Linked DNA regions of Macaca mulatta: region 1 is linked to region 2. Evidence: chromatin contacts called from public Hi-C data. All regions are on one chromosome and are shown on one strand. Each heading gives the region's core, a stretch centred on a gene start, on an enhancer-like site or on the middle of the called end of the contact. The rest is flanking DNA. Distances are from core to core; before and after follow the strand shown.

Evidence for each region. Hi-C and Micro-C count contacts between places; a contact is called where the count stands out from the background.
Region 1: a Hi-C map of fetal cortex germinal zone shows a contact between it and region 2, with 3 times the contacts expected there. The contact joins the promoter of PI4K2B here to the promoter of SEPSECS in region 2. A contact is called at or near these places in 2 of 14 Hi-C or Micro-C datasets (fetal cortex germinal zone and liver).

Annotation. Positions count from the first base shown.
Region 1 is chr5:24,260,473-24,265,147 of T2T-MMU8v2.0, forward strand. It overlaps PI4K2B (phosphatidylinositol 4-kinase type 2 beta), which reads left to right and starts at 2,862. Exons shown (of 10, transcript XM_078003217.1): 1 at 2,862-3,537.
Region 2 is chr5:24,180,028-24,184,799 of T2T-MMU8v2.0, forward strand. It overlaps SEPSECS (Sep (O-phosphoserine) tRNA:Sec (selenocysteine) tRNA synthase), which reads right to left and starts at 1,541. Exons shown (of 11, transcript XM_001082141.5): 1 at 1,348-1,541; 2 at 46-200. The coding sequence starts at 1,461.

The DNA.
Region 1 (4,675 bases), core at 1,612-4,111, 82 kb after region 2:
GGTCTCACTATGTTGCCCAGGCTGGTCTTTAAAACTCTTGGCTTCCAGCAATCCTCTGGCCTTGGCCTCCCAAAGGCCTGGGATTATAGTGGGAATTGAAGATGAGATTTGGGTGGAGACATAGCCAAGCCATATTAACTAGCAAATCTGCATTACAAGAATTTGTTTTTAATTCTTCAGAGGAAAGGGAAATGATACTAGATAGAAACTCTGATCTACAAAAGGGAAGGAAGAATACCGGAAGTTGTAACTATGTGGGTAATTTCTCTAAAAAAGCAATTAAGGCAAAAATTATTCACTGTATTTAAATATATAGGCTTAGTATACATGACAGCAATAACATAAAGGATGGGGCATAAATGGGATGACACTTTTGCTAAGTTCTTACCGCTTATGTCAAATAGTACAATATCGGCTCTTAGTACATTGAGATATTTTAAGGATGCATATTGAAAACCCCAGTGTAAGCACTGAAAATTAATGTAAAGCACTGAAAATTAATGTAAAGAAGTATAACAGAGGCTGGGCGTGGTGGCTCATGCTTGTAATCCTAGAACTTTGGGAGGCCAAGGCCAGTGGATCACAAGGTCAGGAGATCAAGAACATCTTGGTCAACATGGTGAAACCCTGTCTCTACTAAAAATACAAAAATTAGCCGGGCATGGTGGCACATGCCTGTAGTCCCAGTTACTCAGAAGGCTGAGGTAAGGAGAATAGCTTGCACCCAGGAGGCGGAGGTTGCAGTGAGTCAAGATCTCGCCACTGCACTCCAACCTGGGCTACAAGAGTTAAGCTCCATCTCAAAAAACGAAAAAAAAAAAAAAAAAAAAAAAAAAAAAAGAAATATAACAGAAAGCCAATGATGGAATGAAAATGAAATAATCAGAATTTAATCCAAATGAAAGCAGGAAAGGAGGAACAGAGGAACCGAAAAGGTTAAAGCAAATAAGACACAAATTGCAAAATAATAGATCTAAATTCAACCACATCATTATTACATTAAATGTAAATGGACCCAAAACTGCAATTAAAAGGCAGCTACAGGCCGGGTGCAGTACCTCACACCTGTAATCCCAGCACTTTGGGAGGCCGAGGTGGGTGGATCACCTGAGGTCAGGAGTTCGAGACCAGCCTGGCCAATGTGGTGAAACCCTATCTCTACTAAAAAATACAAAAATTAGCCAGGTATGGTGGCAGGCACCTGTAATTCCAGCTATTCTTTCTTTAAAGTGGAGAAGGCATCAAGGAAGAGGGTTGTAGGTGGTGAGGCAAATGGTTACATTTTTGCTAGACTTTAAGTAGTGCCCAGTAACTCTATGCTATGCTTAAGGTGAACATTCAAAGAAAATGGAGTGAAGGAAGTTAATTATGCAGATATCTCAGGTGAAGGAATGATTGATCTTATCCTTGTTCTGCATCTGGGAAGATAAACTTGTAATTGAAATCATCCATGTGAAATTTAACAGACTTTAATTGTACCCGTTTGATTTAGGTTGCAGACTTAAAGTTATACAATTGACATGTCCTTGTTTTATGGAAGGATATACATCTTGAAAGGTTTAATGGCCGGTAAAGAATTCACTATTATTAATTTGTTGAGGACAGTCATCCTGAGACTGAGATACATAAGGCTTGTTTTGCATTTTGAGGAGGGTCTGGCTAACGTATAAAGTTTTAATACAATGATGGGAAGTAACCGCTATCCATTTGGGAAAAGGATTGTAGTGCTGGGTGACTTCAGTCTCCAGGCTTAAATCTCCCCCTGACATAACAAGTTGAGGGTGGGGGATGGTTCTGAGATTTTTATTTTCCTTTACAGGGTCAAAGAGGAAATCATAAAGGAAGTTAAAAACTATTTTCTGCTGAAGGAAAATGAAAGCACAGTAGCAGGCCAGGCAAGGTGGCTTATGCTTGTAATCCCAGAATTTTGGGATGCTGAAGCAGGACAACTACTTGAGACCAGGAGCTCAAGACCAACCTGGGCAACAGTGAGACCCCATCTCTACAAAAAATTTAAATTTAAAAATTAACAGGGTGTGATCATGCACGCCTGCAGTTCCAGCTACTGTGTCTTCTACAGTTTAAAGGTGGGAGGATCCCTTGAGTTCAGGAGGTTGAGGCTGCAGTGAGCTATGATTGTGTCACTGCACTCCAGCCTGGATAACACAGCGAGACCGTCTCAACAACAACAACAACAACAAAAAACGGAGAATGCAGCTAAAGCAGTGCTTAGAGGGCAATTTATAGCCTTAAATCCTTGCATTGGAAAAGCAGATAGATTTAGAATCAATAATCTTCTACTCTAAGTAACTAGAAAAAGAAGAGGAAATCAAACTTCAAGTGAGGAATAAAGAGCAAAATAAGGCAACGGACTAGAAAACAGAAAATCAATGGAACCAAAACATGATATTCTGAAAAGATTTAAAAATTGATAAATTTCTACCTAGATTAGTAAGAAAAAAAAAAGAACATACAAACCCTCCTGGACGTCCAGTGGAGGAAAGAAATGTCGCACAATTAAATCTATTGTTATAGATTATGGTAAACTCTAAGAGAGAATTCTGTCGCGGAGGGGCCGATTTTGGTTGCAAGAGGGAACCTCTTTGGAAACTACTCAGCTTCCCGCCCTCCACTGGGAGTAAAGCGAGCTGTGCCCAGCTTCTCTCCGCACTCACGGAGGCAGGTGGCGGCCCCGCCCCACCTGCCCCCTCAAAAGCCCCGCCCTCTGTTCACTCCCACGCGCGCCGCCGCCGCCGCCGCCGCCGCCGCCGCCTGCCACGGCCCTTCTGCGCAGGCGCGGGGGAGGCGCCCGGCGGAGGCGCGAAATGGGGCGAGGCCGGCGGCGGGGCGGGGCAACCGCTGGGCGGGCGCCAAGCGGGCGCCAAGCGGGCCCGTGCGCTGGTGAGGTGGCGTCCGTTCCACCCGGTTGCTCCCGTTCCCCGCCATGCAGAGCCCAGTCTCGGGCACCTGGCTGCTGTGATCTGGTCTCAGCGCGGAGGGAGCAGAGGGAGTCCATGGAGGATCCCTCCGAGCCCGACCGGCTGGCGTCCGCGGACAGCGGGAGCCCGGAGGAGGAGGAGGATGGGGAGCGGGAGCCGCTGCTATCGCGGATCGCCTGGGCCCACCCGCGGAGAGGCGCCCCAGGCAGCGCCGTGAGGCTGCTGGACGCCGCCGGGGAGGAGGGCGCGGCCGGCGACGAGGAGCTGCCGCTCCCGCCCGGGAACGTGGGGGTCTCCCGGAGTTCGCCCGCCGACCTGGACCGGAGCCGCCCCGCGGTTTCAGGTGCGACCCGGCCCTGCCCTACTCCCCGCGCCCCTCCAGGCGGCTGCGCTTGTCGCCCGGCTCTGTCCTGTCTCCCGCGCGCGCTAGCCGAGGTGGACGGGCTTTCCCCGATCGCTGGGCAGCGGCTCCCAAGTTCGGACCGGGGCCAGCCGCAGACGCACCGCGTGCGCTTCGCCTGCTCGCTCTGTCTCGGGGAACTTGCTCTCCGAAGGCCAGTGGCTGTCATTAAACCGATTCTTTAGACCTCCCCGCAAAGTGAGTCTAAACTTCTAGAATCAGACACTGGGGAGAGGTTAACGCTGTAAAATGACGTCAGTCCTTGCTCAAGTTTGGACTTGACTTTGAATTAAGAACCTTGAACTCTCAGGAAAGTTCCTGGAGTGGTGAATTTGCGAAGTGGATGACAGGAGAGAGATGGACAACCAGAATATCCAGTTGCCACTGGGGCACGTTTTAAAACCTTTTTCCATTAAATGTTGTTATTGTGACGTTAGCCACAGGGGGCAAAAAGCAGTTGAAAGTCTGTTCCTGCCCTCTTACAGTTTAGTTTCTCTTTCTTGATTTACTTCTAATACGTAAGAAAACGAAACGAAAAACCTCTTTTCGCTATTAAGTGGACTGATACCCTCAGGTGAAACAGGGCAATTGAAACGATGTTGAACGTTAGTTAAATTTAGGTATGCTGTGCAGGCCTGGATATTTGTTAATAAAGTGAGATTTTTCTGGCGTGTTGAGTGGAGTTAGACTAATGTAATGGAAATAGCAGACTTGTAAGACTCTCAGCTAGAGGTGAGACAGATTTGTTTGTAAAAAGGCGATGGTAACACCTCCCTGCTGGTTGTGAGGATGGATTAAATGAGATGTTGTGCACCCCGTTGGTTTATTGCTTCACACATGACAGCTTAAAAGCCACAGAAAATGGAAGTTTCTTTAACACTGCTTAGTTTTTTTGGAGTTGTTAGATTTTAAATGTACTGTTAGTGGTACACTAATGTGTCCTCTACAGTTTAAAGAATTTTGGATAGAATCGGTCATTCAAGTTATAGCTGGAAGTTACATTCAGGCATATTCTAGAGTAAATAAATCAGAGAAGCCCAAGGGGAGCCGTTTGTCTGATGGTTTAAGCTTTAACCAAAGTCTGCTCCCGTTATAATGTTTGCTGATGGATGCATTATCGTTTAACCAGATAACGTGAAGCTCGAACCAGATCACAAACGGGCCTGCATTCGCCTAGCTACATTGGCAATTTGGGCATATATTACTTAGAATTTAATCTGTAAAATAGCTAGCTTGCCTTTTTCCGCCCCTTACCTTGTGTAAGCTACCTTGTGTACCTGGATTTTTAAAAGAGCCTAAAGCCTTCAAAATGCACTTATTCTGTGAAAGTGAGGTA
Region 2 (4,772 bases), core at 291-2,790:
AAAAATAAATAAACGATGTCTCCCATACTACTTAGAAAAAGATACCTGTAATGACGACGAGCAACTAATGCAGATGCCACTCTCCCTTCCCTTTCTCCCACACCACAATTGCCTAAGAAATTGTTGCTGTCCATGATTGCAAGTTCATGTAAAAAGAGTTCAAGTGTACTTTCATCCCAGCCATTCTCTGGACACTTGCCCTTAAAAAAAAAAAAAAAAAAAAAAAAAACAAAACTTATGATTATATTTAATAAAACTATCGTTCTCTAGAACACTACAGGAATACATTTTCACTTTTTAATGTGTATTTTGCCATGCTCCTTGTTTTCTAAAATTCAGGCATAAATTGAGCACTATATAGAGACAGCAAGGAGACAAAAAGTTTATACATTTGATTACAACTATTTATAGATTTCGAGAAGTGATGATAAATGTATACAATGAGATCTACTCAGATACTTAAATTTCCGTAAGCTAAACTAATTGAACACCAATACACCACATCCCCAATGAAGATGCTTCAAACCAGGGCTTTACGATTGGGGCGGGGGGACGTGGAGAAGGGCGGTAGTTGTCAAACTTCAATGAAATATTGGCCAGGCTCGGTAGCTCACGCCTGTAAGCACTTTGGAAGGCCGAGAAGGGCGGATCACTTGAAGTCAGGACTTTGAGACCAGCCTGGCCAAAATGGCGAAACTCCGTCTCTACTAAAAATGCAAACATTAGCCAGGCGTGGTGGCGGGCGCCTGTAGTCCCAGCTACTCGGGAGGCTGAGACAGGAGAATGGCGTGAACCCGGGAGGCGGAGGTTGCAGTGAGCCGAGATCGCGCCACTGCACTCCAGCCTGGGCGAAAGAGCGAGACTCAAAAAACAAAACACAACAAAACTTTTAATGAAATTAAAATTCAGGAACGCTGGCAGGAGGCAGACCTGTGAGGTTCGGCAGAAACCTCGTGGTTCGAGTTAGCATACAGTGGTCTACAAACACCACATATGCTCTGAGTCATTGAGCGTGGTGAAAGATGGAGATGCGAACTTTGCCCTTTCCGCGAATAAAAAAGTACACTGGGACTTTCCCTCACTTCCGCATCCCGAAGTTAGAAAGAGGGACTCAAAACCCCGACCCCAACGCCCCCTCCTAAGAACACCCTTTGGCTTTCACTGGCTTTGGCAAGGCTGAGACGGCACAGACCGCAGTCGGTCAGCTAGGGCAAGCCAAGCTAAGACAGACTTGGGACTAGTCTCAAGCAGCAAAGAGCTGCCGGTGGGGCAGCACCAGCGGGAACGGCGGGCGGAGCCAGAGCCCCGGGGTCGCGGCGGCTGGGGAGGGGACCGACAGCTCGGTACCTTCTCCAGAAGCAGCCGTATGAGGTGCTCATGCGAGCGGCGGGCCTCACAGCCCTGCCGCACGTAAGCCGGTGACACCAGCCGCTCGCCCGCCGCGAAGCTCTCGCGGTTCATGACAGCGGTGGCGACAGTGGCGAATAAGCGGGAGCACCAGCTCCACACGCCAGACTCACGATGGAACCAGAATGCAACTCGCCTCCTGCACTGTACGGCAACGCCTTGGGACAAAAAAAAAAAAAAAAGAACACTTATCGATTCTGCACATGCGCAGACCGTCTCGGCGCTCCAGGAGGAAGTTGGCGTGTTTGAGCATGCGCGAGGGAGTCCGCGCTTTTAGGTGACTTCAGGCAAAGGAGGTACTGAAATGAGCCCCGCCCTGCTGCAGCTGATTGGTCTGGTTAAACCCTGGTGTTCCTAATAGGAACTTCAGGAAAGGATTTTGCACTTGTGCAGACCGGGCGAGCAGAGTGAAAACTAGGTACGTGGGGTTTTCTAAGTTCTGTGTTCCAGTCCTGTTGGATGGTTGAGATCTGTGCAGGGTCTGTGCTTCCGCCTTATTCAAACTGTTTGTCAGATGCCAGAACCTTCAATCTTTACTTTGATACATTTCCACACTTATTACTGCCACACAACCCCATAGGAAATAGCAGTGCCCTACTCCTTTTCCCCTTTGTACTACTGAATGTTTAGCCATAGCACTTACCACTCACCACGTGACATGCCAGACGTTTGTTTATACTCACACACACACACACACACACACGCACCCATGAATGTAAACTCTCTAACCTAACGGCAGGGCCTCGGTTTTTGCTGCGGTGCCCCCCTCCCCCGGGCACCTAAAACAGTGCCCAGCATAAAGTAGGGCCTAAAAAAAGAAATTGATATTGAATTAATGAATTAGTTTGACCATTCGGAAACTATCCCCAAGAACATTTTGTAAAATTGATTAAGGGAGGAAAAAAATCCAACTAGGCTTACAGCTGCTGTTATTAAGCCAGTTTGCAGTATGGCCGACTTAATTGTATCTGGTTGCTACTTACTACCCCCAGGAGAATGTGGCGCCTATCACAAGACATTTCATTCTTTTTCTGCTCTATAGATAAAATCTAAGACACTGTGAGAAGAGAAGCTTTCGTTTGCATTGCTTCTTTAGGTCCTGCATACCAACAAAACTAAGGATGCCAGCTTGTCTGGAAGGCCCAATAAAAAACTGATTCATGGAGGAATGCAATTGTCACATCCTGATGATTTCATCTCCCTTACCCCAACAAATCGATAACCCCAAATTTTCCAGCCCCTCACCCTCCACAAATCCCCTTAAACACCTTAGCCTAGAACCCCTCGATGAAACGAATTGAAGCTTGAGAACTCTTCCTGTTTCCTGGCTTGTAACTTGTGATTATTAAAACTCTTTCTCTGCTGCAAGCCTGCTGTCGGAGTATTGGTCTGTTCCTGCACGACTGACATAGGAACCTGGCAGTCCTGTAACAATTCAACAACCTAGAGGTTCACTGCTGGAGATCCCTGCCTTCAGTTTCTTTACAATCTTCATCTTATGTGAGCCTACAGTAACTCCTGACATTGCTTTCACCTGGTGGTATGCCCACTTGCACTGATTCACACCCACCTGCAAGAGCTGCTTGTTAAATGTTCAGGAATTTTGTGAGCCAGTTTTTAAATACAGCCACTCAAATATTGTATTAAAAGCCAAAGTAAAAATACTCAAAATTCATCACTTCCTAATTATTTTACATTTTACTATTATCTATGCTCTTCAGGTTATTTACATGCATTTTATCTATATGGTAGAAATTCAATATAATGTTATACTACTGCACATCTTCCAACTCCCCTTTTGATGATGTCACGTTGGCCAAGGTGGAAGCATTTACGCCATGGAAATCAGTAAACACTGCAAATCAGGCCCTTACCCTCCAACCCACTCCCCTAGAAGTCAGTCGTTCAACATACACGAGCTCATCACTGTTTCTACTGCATGTTCCCAGGGCATCCAGCTATTAATATATATCAGTGTATTTATGGTATTTGTTGAATTGCATTTCAATTGTTAATTTTCTGTCTCAACTAGACTGTGAGCCCCTGGTTGACAAGGGCTATATTGATATCTGTGTTCAAAGCACAGCACTAAATACATAATAGGTGTTTGATAAATATTTGTTGAATGACATAGACTATTTAACTACTTAAAACTAAACAGACAGGTAAACCACAAAACAACAAGAATTTAGCTTTCTTTCTAAAATGAGTATTATCTTTCAAACTTTTGGAAACTTGAGTTCTTATTCTCAAAATGCAACTATTTTTGCAACTTTGTCTTTGGAAAAGCCTTCAAAGCTGCTTTGTCAATCACATGCAAAATGTGCAAAAATCCCAAAATTAATCCCATTACTGAATGGACACACGAGGTTTTTGAGCCAGCTTGTTCTCTCACCTTATTCACCATCTTCAGGAAAATGTTTGTCTGTTTCCAAAAGTTAATCATTGTCAAGATATGCATTCATTAAAGGTATTCAAAAGATACCAGCTTTGGAAGCAATTTCAAGAGAAGTATTCTAAAATTACTTTCATCCATTCACTCATCCAACAAGTATTTATCCATATCCCCATTTTACAGATGAGGAAAGCAAAGCTCAGGAAGTTTGAGTAATGTATTTAAGGTTATACAACTAGTGACACTAGCAGAATTTAAATCTGTGTGTTCTCGACCTATTTTAAATGATGCTTCATCTTGTAAAGACCATGTTATTCTGATGTTGCCTATCTATTAAAAATAGTATGTAATTACTATTTTAAAATAGTAAATAGTTTGTAACTACTATTTAAAATAGTATGTAATCACTATTTTTAATAATAGTATATAATTACTATTTTAAAATAGTAAATAGTTTGTAACTACTATTTCAAATAGTATGTAATTACTATTTTTAATAATAGTATGTAATTACTATTTTTAATAGGGCAACATCAAAATAACCTCATGGTCTTTACAAGATGAAGCATCATTTAAAATAGGTCCAGAACACACAGGTTTAAATTCTGCTAGTGTCACTAATTGTATAACCTTAAATACATTACTCAAACTTCCTGAGCTTTGCTTTCCTCATCTGTAAAACAGGGATATGGAAGAGACAGTTACGATGATTAAATGAGAGGTAATTGCTCAATGACATCTTCCTCTTGATAGACTGACTATACAAATGGACAATGGCCAGATCATATATGATAACAGAACTCTCACCCACAACCTCTGTAGCAACTAACCTTCCAAACCACCACCTCTGCAGCAATCAGGCAAGAATGGTTAAGACTTGGACAATGACTGCCAGCTTCTCTTTTATTACTCGTTTCTAACTTAAGACCAACCAAAGAAAGCCAAATATCCTCCTTAAACAAATTACATA